Linked DNA regions of Danio rerio: region 1 is linked to region 2. A link is a contact called in public HiCAR-type data. All regions are on one chromosome and are shown on one strand. The core of a region is the stretch at or near the end of the contact, and the rest is flanking DNA. Distances in the headings are between cores, read along the strand shown.

Region 1 (6,402 bases), core at 1,842-4,341, 250 kb before region 2:
CCGTAGTCGGTCACTGAATGTGTCAGGAATATCAAAACAAAACTAACTTATCTCCGCTCCTTTAGTTCCCCACACAGTTTGATCCATGCTGGCATTTCCCCTCTTGGGTTTTTGGTTTTGAAAAGGGAAAAATTCCACCATCCCTTCCAAACTTTTAAGATACTGGGTGTCAGATTTGCACAATCCATAAGCACAATGCTATGGCCTGTTTCCCTCGCTCGAAAGCTTGACAGAGCCCCTCCGCGTAGCTACGGTTGCTAAGCCACGATTAATGGGTGGCGATTTTTGGGTGTGGCTTAGCGAAGGGTCAATTAAAAAAAGATTGTCATCCATTTGACAACACACGTGCTGCAAATCCTCATAACACATACACATTTTAAAAAAAGAGCTGCATTTTTACACAACTCAAACAATTAATAAAACGTGCTGCATTCCTCACAATGCAAACACTTTATGAAAATCCGCTGCATTTTCTTACAACACAACAGAAATGTTTTAAGGTGACCCAAAAATGTGACTGACATGGCTATTTAAGTTATGGTTATCAAGGCTAATAAATGCTTAAGACATGAGAATTGGGATAATAAAATAAACAAACAAAAAACTCCCCTTTCAAAGATCACTCACTTCAATGAGCAATAGTCATGATATAGCGGCATCCATTTCCGTTGCGTTGTGAGAAAATGCAGCATGTTTTACTAATTGTTTGAGTTGTGCCAAAATACAGCTGATTTGTTAAAGATGTGTATGCGTTCTGAGGATTTGCAGCACGTGTGTTTTCTTAAATTGAAGCACCTTACGCTCTCTCGGCCACCATAGTGTACATTGTTCTGGTGACAAATTTAATGTACAGTATGTGTGTCATGGGTCAGGTTTGATCAGGTCTTCTCTGTTATATGCTTTAGCTGATATCTCTTACAATTTGCGCTGGTGCCATGCATTACTCACCTGTTGCTATTTGATCTAATTCACCTCTCTACTTATACTGTCCCTGTCTTCTTACTCAAATTATTGTGTTTCTTAAGCTTACGGACACTCTGCTATTCCTTTCTACATCTTGTCAATTATTAGTATTTATCATTTAACCTTTTGCTTACCTGCATCTGCTCAGTCACCTTGCTGTGGAATCCAAGTCCTCATCTGCTGTGACCAGCTCCATGCAGCTGCCGTTCCTCAGCCCTTTGTTCATCATTTAATAAAGGACTCAATTGAACTGAAGTCTTCTCTGTTTTCTGTCCGACAATGTGTCCTATTGTGTCTAGCACAACTATATATATATATATATATATATATATATATATATATATATATATATATATATATATATATATATATATATATTTTTTTTTTTTTTTTTTTTTTTTTTTGTGACCTAGTACCAAGTTGGTACACTATCTGCTGGTTTCACAAACCAGGTTTAAACCAACAGTCCCAGACTAAAATGTAAGTCTGAGCTGTTTCAACAGAAAGAAACCAAAAATATTTTATATTAAAATATATGAGTAGCTTTGTTTTATCTGAATATGGACACTGATGATTTTTTTCTATGTCAGAATAATACCCAAACTGTCCTAATAGAGCTATGGCCTAATCTTGTCTGTGATAGGCTGTTGAATGATTTTTATCGGGGGGTGTTGTGTAGTCATGAAAAGCAAAGTCAACAGTATTTTTTTCCCCTAGCTTTTGGAACACGAGGCCAATATTAGAGAGCGACGATTTTCACAGCTCAGCATTTATGTCCACCTTTCTCATTAAAGACTGCAAACAACTTCAACAAGGTTTGTAGATCATGATAAATGAAAACTCACAAGTGAAAAATGCATATTTTTATATGCTTCTTGATACACACAAAGCCTACACAGATTCTTAAGAGGTTGTCTCATTGTGCAAAAGAATGACAGATTATGTTTCAGTAGTTCGCCCCCTGTCTCCTTCCATTGGCATCATAAACCATAGCATCCAGCCAAGCAACATCCTGTACAACCAGCTGCAAATCTGCACATATTCAGAGACCATACGGCAAACGACAGGAATGCAGACTCTGGCATGATAAACACTCCCTCTCTAAGGCTTTTACTCTCTCTTAACAGACTAGCGGTTGCACTGCCAAAAGCACAAAACATGGCAAGAAGTTATCTTCAAACTGACATTGAGACATGCTATAGAGAGAAAATTAGCGATATTTTACCACTAGAGGTCGCTGTAGCTAATAAAATCAGCATGAATCAGTAAAACAGCTGACAAAAGTTAATATCTCACATCAAATATATTCTATCATGTACACACTTTTGTATGGCATAATCATATGTCACTCAATGCATTGATCGTGTTTAATGTGTCACTAAATATCTTTATCTTATTTTACCCATCTAAAAAAACTTATAATTGACAATGTATGCAAATCAAACATTTAAATCATATGCAAATTTGACATTCATGTTTGGATTCATTATGTTTGAATCCTTACGTTTGGATATAAATATGAAGAGTTCAGATGCAAAAACTCTAAGTGCCATCTAAAATTTTCTTCTAAAATTGGCGTTTTTCTCAGGCTCCTATTTGTCTTGGTTTAGTAATTTCACTTTTATAGCAAAGAATAGGTTATTTAGGTCATTTTCAACATGAAATAACTGAACAAAAACAAGAGGCAGAGAAAAATGCTCATTGTAGAGGAAAAGTCTATATGGCACTTAGAGGTTTGCATCTGAGCTCTTCATATATAAAACGTAGCTGAATTACAGATACTTGGAATAAAATTCCTTAAGAAAAGTCTAACACATTTGTATACAATAAGTAAATGCAAAAAATAAATAAAAACAAGTTAGCAAAGTATATGCTTGATAAATATTCTGTGTATGTGTATTTATGTGTGTATTTGCACTGTGACTACATATCACTGTCTGACTATATAACTCTGAGTGTTATACTTATCTCAACACCTCTGTCTTCTCAGGGGAACAGGGTTAAATATCCTACATAATCTGCCTTATTGGCCTTAAGAGAACAACAAATGAGCTCATAGTCACACATACACACAAGTGTGCCTGGACATTATCCAGCTGTGAGAGTGTAAACAGGAACTCACCAGAAAAAGGGAATCGGACACCATAAAACATCATTAGTGCTCAAACTCTCCGCGTTCACCGCAGCCACATCCTTCTAGGGAAGAAAGACAGTAGATGAGAAAGACACACAGAAATACAGCAAGAAAGAAAAAGTGCAGTTCTTCTGTGAATTAGGCCACAGGGCCCCACTTGTAAGGCCTGCACTGAGTGTTGCAGTGATACAGTGCAGGTCTGTCTGGACTATCTGCTTTACTATGACATGACACTTTCACTGCCTGCACAGACCATCTGCACTTTGCAAACAACTTTCAAGAAAAGTTGTAACAATTTCTCAAAAAATATCTCTCTCATTATTCTGCTATTAGGCATAACAGAAACAAATTTGATAATCCTAACTCACCTTAAAGTGCAAAAGTTTAGTTTAGATTGTGATTTATTCAAATTATTGTGTAAATTCGACCAAAAATTTTGTGAGATTTTACATGTACAAAAACATGCGAGTCAAAGTTTCCTCACTTTCCTGACAGAAAGAACAAGTATCTGCAACATCAGTAAATTTTGAGGTAAACGCACTGGCCGAGTATATTTTGTGTAGAATTTTATAATGAATTCCCTTTGCTTTGCTAAGCCATGTTCTTTTCCAATCAACATCTTGTATTAACGCTGACCAATATGACTTCCCTCTTGCAGTGATCAGATTTTTTTTTTGTTGGAGAATTGAAAGAATAAGTTTGTTGCATTTCTTATCATATATACTTATACCATCTGATAATAAGGAGGGTTCTATGATTCTTTAATTTATATACGAAATATGAATTTTTGTTGGATGTATTAATTATTTAGGAATAGCATACAATACAATACAATACAATACAATACAATACAATACAATACAAAAATGTTAAATTTCTTATATGGGATATGAAATTGATGAATTTCCATAAATTGTTTGTAAGTTAACAAGTTCCCCAAGTCACCACATAAGGAAAATAAATGTAATATTTCTCTATTGTACCAATTAAAAAAATATTAAATAAAGATTTATTCTTAATTTTGTAAAACCCTAATACAAAAGATGAGATTTAACAAGGATTTTGCTTTTTGTTATATATTTATATGTCACTATGCTAATGACATCACAAATAAATTTTTCAGTTGGATTTTATAGAAAACAGGAGAAAAAAAAACACCATAGATATGCTTATTATGTTGCTTTAATATGTTTTTATATTATTAAACTGCACTGAGCTGCATGACAACAGAACCTTAAAATGCTTTTACTATGGTAAAACAGCACTGCATCTTCGCAGTGTGATCAGGACTAAAAGAACAAGAAGCAGTTGACTGTGGCATAATAAAAGCTCTACTGCTTTCGACGACAACATGTATTTTAGCATGATAGTAAGTTTTGAATAATTTAGCCTGTGTTCTTTATGTGTTGCAACATTTCTCTCTTATAACTGTGACATTCACAGAATGATGACAGCTTTGGAACACTGTTAAATTTGCCCCTACACTTCCCAGTGTAAAGATAAAATAAAGTAAATTTTGCTTTGAAGTTAGCAAGTGGGATGTGACATTCATGCCCTCAACAGTAGACATTTATGATTTAGTGTTCCAAACTTGCTAACAATGTGGGAACACAACTTCAACAAACTGTTCATCAACTTTTGGCAGGCGACATGTTCCATTGTTGGAAAGAATGCTGTTATAGTTTTAGGCTTGTCATTTTCAAAACATCATGTTTAGGCATCTGACATTTCTACTGAAGCCACTATATATCTCTCATAAGAGTTTAAAACTTTACAAAGAAAACAGTTGTCTGAAGACATTTAACCTCTTTGCTAATTAGCACACAAAGTAGGCTACCATTTGTATTCTACGTTTGCCACCTCACCGGAAGTTGTTCATAATCTATTTTTACAGTAGTGCCCCATTGGTAAAAGCTGGATGCAACATTTAGAATATACAAACCTTAACATGCAAATGTGACTTGGCTTTCATCGCGTAAAGGCAGCAGATTGTGCGCAACACTGATGGGTCTGAATTCATCCCAGAACATGCTGTGAAACCTCACGTTTCAGTCATTCCAATTAATATAGCTCAGAGTTTCTTTCTTACACATCTAAAAATACAATTAGTTAAGATGCACAGCTGCATAGACTGTCAAGGAGATGCTTGGATGATAAAATGTGAATAAATGAATCAGATTTGTATTTCAGATGTTTAGCATATTAGGTCATTGTCCCATGTAGGACACATTTAGAGTTTTGATTGTAGGTCTTTTGATAAGTACTTGATTCTGACACTTAAAGACTTTAATCTCCAAATGTTAACATATTCTTGAACTTAGTAGATGACACTGTAAAGTCATGGAGACAGCCTGCCATCTAGTGGTCCTTTTCAGTCATTTTTGGGAATGCTTCAGCTGTTAGTATTTCCTAAAGCTCTTAAGACTGTCGTGCTCCTGCCTTAAGTACGTTTAACCCTTTATCGGGTGAAGAGCAATGTATGGTTACTTCATTTACATTGGTTACAATATAATTACACACACACATAAAAGTTGAAGATTACCTGAGAAAAAGTACAGACAACTTAATAAGAAAAAGAACAGAAATACTTGAAGATCTACAATTCTTGGCTATTTTAAATTAGACTTTTAAATTTTGTGAGAAAGTAAGACTCACGCAGACCACATCATTTAAATCAGTAAATTGTTTCTCGAGAACTTTACTTTGACCATCATCTGAGTTCACACAAGAACAAATGGAGATAGATCAAGAATTGTTTAGTGTGATGTGTGAACTGTGTCAACAATTTGTTAAAAAGAATCAGCTCATTATCAAATTGGATATTGATATTGCGTCTTGGGTTGGGTGATGTTTACTTCAGAACAAAATGAAGAGAAATAGTGTGTTTTATGAAATGGATAAAGCAAACACATATACAGTATTGCTTTAAAATGTAGTGAAGCAGTTATTTCTATTCGAGTAAGGTGCAGATAAACCTTAACCTTTGTGTGATGTTGGGGATGTTTTCATCCACTCTGGGGTGATTGTGAGGCTTAATTTGACCACAGATCTCTTTGTGTTTCAGCAAATCAAATGATTTTTAGTGACAAATTGTATTTACTATCCCTTATTATCTTTGTGGCTATTTTGCCCAATTGACTTGGCACAAGTCATGGCACAATATAATCATGCATTCTTGATTATTGATGGTTATAATGGAAGTCAATGGGGCAAAAACAGCAACAAACATAATAAAAGGGTAGTCAATTTGCACAGCACAGTGGCACAGTCGCCTCACAGCAAAAGGTTGCTGGTTCGAGCCCCGG
Region 2 (6,011 bases), core at 222-2,721:
TATGTTCAGAACAGTTTATGAGACACAACAAAAAAATAAATAAATAAATAAATAATGCCATTAAGATTTTTTTGTTTTTCGAAAAATGTCAATTAAATGTGGGGGGGGGGGGGGGGGGGGGTCATCAGATGTCATAAATATTACATCAAATTTAAATTTAATTACAATTTAACGCTTTTATTTTAAATTGTCCTGAGAAGATTACAAAATAAAACCAAAAATGTATGTAAAACCAGTGGTCAGTAAGTGAGTTTGCTTCAAAGCCAACTTTATGTTAGACATCAACAAGAAACAAAACAGTTCCAAAATTGTTTTCGTACACAAGTAAAGTTCAACAATGACATGGCTTATTATTAAATTGAAGTATTAGGTCCTGTCAAAATTGATGCCTGTCAATCAAGTGACAAATTAAAACATCAACTTCATTAGCACTGTAACCAAAAAGAAACTTTGCAACCAAAAAGAGACTTTGCAACCTTATAAAAACATTTTGCAGAAGATAATATAACCACATACCATGATAATTTTCATGAAAAAACCATAGTCACCATGACTCAAATGATTGCATGATAAAATAACACATCAATTCAATTCCAAAGCAATTCCAAGACAACTCCACACCTTCAACTTTTGATTTTTCACATATAGTGCTATCCCCCAAGGTGTCATTTCTAAAACTAACCGGCCCGTTTAAGAATTTCACAATACCTGCAACTAGTAAAGGGAAGAGGCTTTTGTCTTTACATGCAACTGGAAGAGATCCATATCATGACTGCACCTCCTGTGTTATGTGAACTATGTAATTTTATTAAATCAAATTTATGTGCAGGGCAGTCCACTCATCCCCCAAAAAGAGTTGGACTTGATGTTAATGAAAGAAGAAGGAAAAAAAAAGAGAATTAAGAGTCTTTCTGCTGGATAACAGCACACTGCAGTTCAGCTGACAGTTCAAACGCACAGCTCATCCTGACCACATCACAACATCTGCACAGAGCCAGTACACTTCAGCTCAGTTTTAAATAAAAATATATATTAAAGACAATGACTTATTGAATACATCTGTGCACGAACTTTACTAATATCACTTTGCTTAGTAAACACAAACTTCATAAATTAAACTGGAAGCGCTATAACGTCAGTTCTGCGCGTCGCGTTTTTCTAACGGAGCAGTGAGCATGCGAATGTAAACATGATGATTAAAAGCAAATCACTTCTTAAAAGAGTCCTAAACTGAGTTTACAGCACCCTTAAAATAGCTAATGTACACGTGTAAAACTATAGCAAAAACAAAGTGACATACCACCAAATCTTCAGTAAGTTAGTGCTGAAGAAAAGTTTCTTTGGGAGTTCACGTAGTAACCTTTCCTTCGGCTTGTGCAGCAAAGGAGCGGCGAGTATACGCTTCTGTTTGTATAATAATTAATACCGCGACAAACGCCACGGTTTTCGGGATGACAAAGCCTGTGACAGTTCTCAAAAAGTTTTAAATACCTCTCCCGCTTTCTGTCTCTCTGTGCGTTTTAGTGGGAGGGGCCAGTAGGAGGAGGTTGAGATTCACATCTATCATGAAAAAAAAAAAAAAAAACTGAGGATGAAGTGGGCTTGAAACCCCTTCTACTTCCGCCGGCATGATACTAAATTTACTTGTACAACTGTCTACAGCATATATAATAATAACAAAATATAATAATAATAATAATAATTATTATTATTATTATTATTATTATTATTATTATTGTTGTTGTTGTTGTTGTTGTTGTTATTATTACTATTAGAATAAGAATAAATAATAATAATTATAATATTAATCATTATTATTATTATTTATTTTTTAATTAATAAAAATAATGATAATAATAATAATAATTTTATTATTATCATCGTCATCGTCGTTGTTGCTGCTGCTGTTATTATTATTATTATTATTATTATTATTATTACATTACTATTGATGATGTTTTTATATGATAATTATTATTATTATTCATATTTTATTTCATTTTTATCACCGTTGTTGTTGTTGTTTATTTGCTGGTTTTACCTTAATAATGTTATTATTATTATTATTATTATTGATATTATTATTATGATTATTATATTTATTGTTATTATTGTTGTTGTTGTTGTTTAATTGTAGCATCTTTTTTGTTGTTGTTTTGTTGTAATATTTAGTATTACTATTATTATTATTAATTACATTTTGTTGTTGTTTTTGTATTATTTTTATTACATGTAACAATATTTATTATTGTTGTGGTTTTGTTTTGTCGTAATATTTATTGTTATTATTCATTATTTATTTGTTTGATTTTTATTTGAATCATTGTTTGCTTTTTGTTTGTTGTTTTACCTAAATAGTATAAACAATAACAATAATCATTATTATTATAATAATCGTCATCTTTATTTTGTTGTTGTTTGTTTATTTGTTTGTTTATTTGTTTGTTTGTTTGTTTTTTGCCATTATAGCTATGAAATGAGTGGGAATTGACAAACAGTGCATTTGGAAAGTTTAATCTGTACCCTTTTTCAACATTATATGTTACAGCCGTATTCCAAAATTAATTAAATTAACATATTTCCCTAACAATTCTGAAAATAATACAGTATAATACCTACATGAAAGAAGTTCATTTGAAAGCTCATTTATTTTTGTTGCTTTTTAAATGAATAAACACCTTTGTCACCAATTAGAACCTCAAGTCTTTTTGAGCATGATGCTACAAGCATGGCACATTTATTTTTAGGCAACTTCTGCCATTCTTCTTTTTAGTTCCTCTCAACAGACCTTTTATTTAGTGGAATTTGTCATTTTTTAAGCTTTTGAGAATGATCTTGTTCCTTTAACATTTTTCACACACCACATCCAGCCAATTTTTAAACATCATAAAAATGACAATAAAGATGTTTGAACAAAACTGCATAAACCACTACAATAAAATTAGTGGATTGCTGTATTTTAAATAATGTACATTCCAAAATATCTCAAAATATGATTATTCATCCATACATATTCAAATGCATTTCTTTTCTGTGAAGCATTGTCTTGCATTTTAATGAACATAAGGTTAATGTAATACATTTTACTATGTTTGTTATTTTGAAAGCCTGGAAATGTGCTCATCATAATCATAAATTCATTTGAAGTGAAGCCACTGATGCCACAATCTCAAGCAACTACCAGACAAATGTTCTGATCCTTACCCTAAATCAGAAAATTAAATTTTTCAGAGAGACAACTATAACATTTAGATCCTTTAAATAGATGTAAACCTCATTTGATACAAATCAGAATTCATTGCAATGTACTATTATTTTGACATTTTGATATGTATTTGATATGTTTAGGGTTAGGAAGTGGTTAAGTCTAGGGTTATGCAGAATTAATTGTAATTACTTTATAAAATGTGCAACAAAGACACTTTAAAAGCAAGGACAACCAATACAAAATGCATTTTACATAAGCAAATAATATTTCCTAACTCTATTAGGATGAGGTTCTAAGTGTTATCTAAAGTAATATCTTTATCCAGACTACTTTCTACTCTGATTTCATAGATGTAGTAAATCTTATCTGTTACATTTTTCAGTGATAGCAGGATCACTCTGTCATTGCCAACTAATTTGATTCAAGGGAAAACATGTTGACCTGACTTTAGTTTGGCCTTTCTAAGACACAAACACACATATTCTTTAACCAAAATCTTGACTTTAGAGTCATTTAGTTGATTACATCATTAACTAATTAATAAGCCTTTACAATCAACAATTCACTTGAAGAAGTCGTCGACTGAAGTGATATAAAACGTTTTATTGTGTTTACTGTTGCATTTGGTCATTGCATGTGAGTTCAATTTGCTTTTAAGAGCCAAAAGAAAAAGCAAAACAAAAATGGTATGATTGTATTTAAGCTAAATTTCATGTTTGTGTTTATTTGTTTTTGCAGGATATATTTACTTTTTCATTTGCATTTTCTTTCTTTTTTATCTCTCTGCCTCCTCTTCTGGCTTGTTTTTTCGTGAACAAACAGACTTATGTTGTCTGAGTGAAATGTTCTGCTCCGTTCTAAAGGAAATGGAAATGCTTTAGCACTGCTTACAGTGTAAATGTCAGAGTCGTGATTTGCCACTAATGAGACAGCACCCTTCCAAGATGGAAAACTTTGTTTTGGAGCTTCTTGCTGTCTTGGAAACATTGATATGCTGCTTTTGAGTGTCAATAAAGATGTACACAGAGGCTTCATGTCATCTTTCACTTCTCATGCATATGTATGCCTCTGAAGCAGGCCTGCTCAAAGCATCTGCACAGACGGAAAGAGAGATGCCACAAAATCCAGTTTCGAACATGATTCCCCTGCCCTAATTCTTTGATTTCATTTGTTTTGTTTGCATTCTTTCTCTTTGTCAGTCTTTTTTTTTCTTTTTTATTAAATGAATGGTACATCGAATATAATTGGGAAGAAAATCAACTATGGAATATCAGGGAATTCCAATGCATGATCCGTTATAATGCACTCATTGTACTGCATTGAAAAATGGAAATCCTAAACAAGTCTTTTGCATATGTAACATTGTTGCATAGACATGACTAAAAGACAGGATGTCCTGTTTGGGAATTTGTACTGCATTTAATAACAATTAAAAAATCATTGTTTATTCACAGAAATTATTTCAAGTGTTTACTTTTTCAAATGATGTTTGTGGAAATAAAATATAAATTTAAATATTTAATACATTAAACGTAATAATTATAGGTTATCCTGATAAAGACAAGTTTTGCCAAAACATGTTGGTGTGGTGCACAATAGTGCTGTTGTTTATAAAAAAATAATATTAATAAACACTTTTTTACTTACTTTTCGAGTGCCTTGGACTAATGATTTTGTTGTTTATAAATGTAATTATGCTGCATCATTATCAATTAATTTAACAAAATACATGAAAGGGAAGAAATTGATTTTATTGTTAATGCTTAAAACTTACTTGCTAGCAAATTACAGAGGTCTTTCAATGTATCATCAAGTGCTTCTTGTTAAAATATTTATTTATGGCTACAATGATGTATAGTGATGTTATGCTGAATGATGTATAGTAGGTGCCTCCTGTAAATAATAGTAAATATCTATGATATTAATTTATTTATTTGCCAAGAAAAATAAAAACAACAGCATCGACAATAAAATTAATAAAATAAATAAACAGGACATAATCAGGCTGAAGGTGAAAGTTTTATCACGTTTTTTAATTCCTTACAGTAGAATATCATCATTTAAACACTGATATATGTATCTGAACCACATCAACATTGAACTTGCTTGATTTAAAAAACTGTTTCTGACTTTCTGCCATTGTTAAACTTGTTTAAAAGCGATAAAACTTTACAACTGTTACTGATATTTGATTGTGCTTGAATTAGCATTGTGAAAAGCGGTGATAAAGGTGACTTGACTTGACTTCTAATTTTTGTTTTATGTATGTATTTAATTTCAAATGTATTTATTTAATTTAATCATTTTTATAATGTTGTATATTGTTCATTTATCTACTTTAATTAATTAATTAACCTAAATTATTAGTATTTTTTTATTTCATTTTTAAAACTTTAACCCACATACCCCTTCTCTCAACTTGTCATGGTCTGATCTCTCTCGATCTGTAGCTGTGACAGTGTTTTCTTGTATAACACTTTCTCATTTATGAGAAGTGACCCGTGTGGAATGTGGGGTTCTGAACTCTTGACCTTGGAGCCACATGGCATGATGAAGCCTTTCATCTGAAATATGAGCAAATACAAGGCATGTTTATGTATGGCTACTTAGAGATTCCCTTAAAGCTGTCTCGAACACAAAAATGAAGATATGTCAACATGTATGACACGTTGTCATGCTGCTCTCTCTCTCTATAAATATTTATAAAAGCAAAGTTTAGCAGAGGACAGTGCTCCACCGTTATTTGGTGAAATGGGCAATTGTATGTAGTTACTTACATGCATTTTTGTAAGTTGTGTATGGC

Evidence for each region. HiCAR-type assays count read pairs that join an accessible place to other places.
Region 1: a HiCAR-type map of caudal fin shows a contact between it and region 2, with 11 times the contacts expected there. The contact joins the enhancer-like site here to the promoter of tgfbr3 in region 2. A contact is called at or near these places in 9 of 18 Hi-C or Micro-C datasets (caudal fin, embryo, fibroblasts and 3 more) and 3 of 4 datasets of contacts at active chromatin or transcription factors (caudal fin, embryo and gastrula embryo).

What each region holds. Positions count from the first base shown.
Region 1 is chr6:27,106,195-27,112,596 of GRCz12tu, reverse strand. No RefSeq gene overlaps it. Among named protein-coding and RNA genes, the nearest start is that of znf644b, 17 kb to the left of the region's middle. Within about 2 kb of position 3,091, at least 13 of the 62 cell types and tissues checked have an H3K27ac peak or open chromatin away from gene starts, as enhancers often do. A contact at or near this core is called in caudal fin, where this site is marked.
Region 2 is chr6:26,858,540-26,864,550 of GRCz12tu, reverse strand. It overlaps tgfbr3 (transforming growth factor, beta receptor III), which reads right to left and starts at 1,471. Exons shown (of 16, transcript NM_001311172.2): 1 at 1,301-1,471.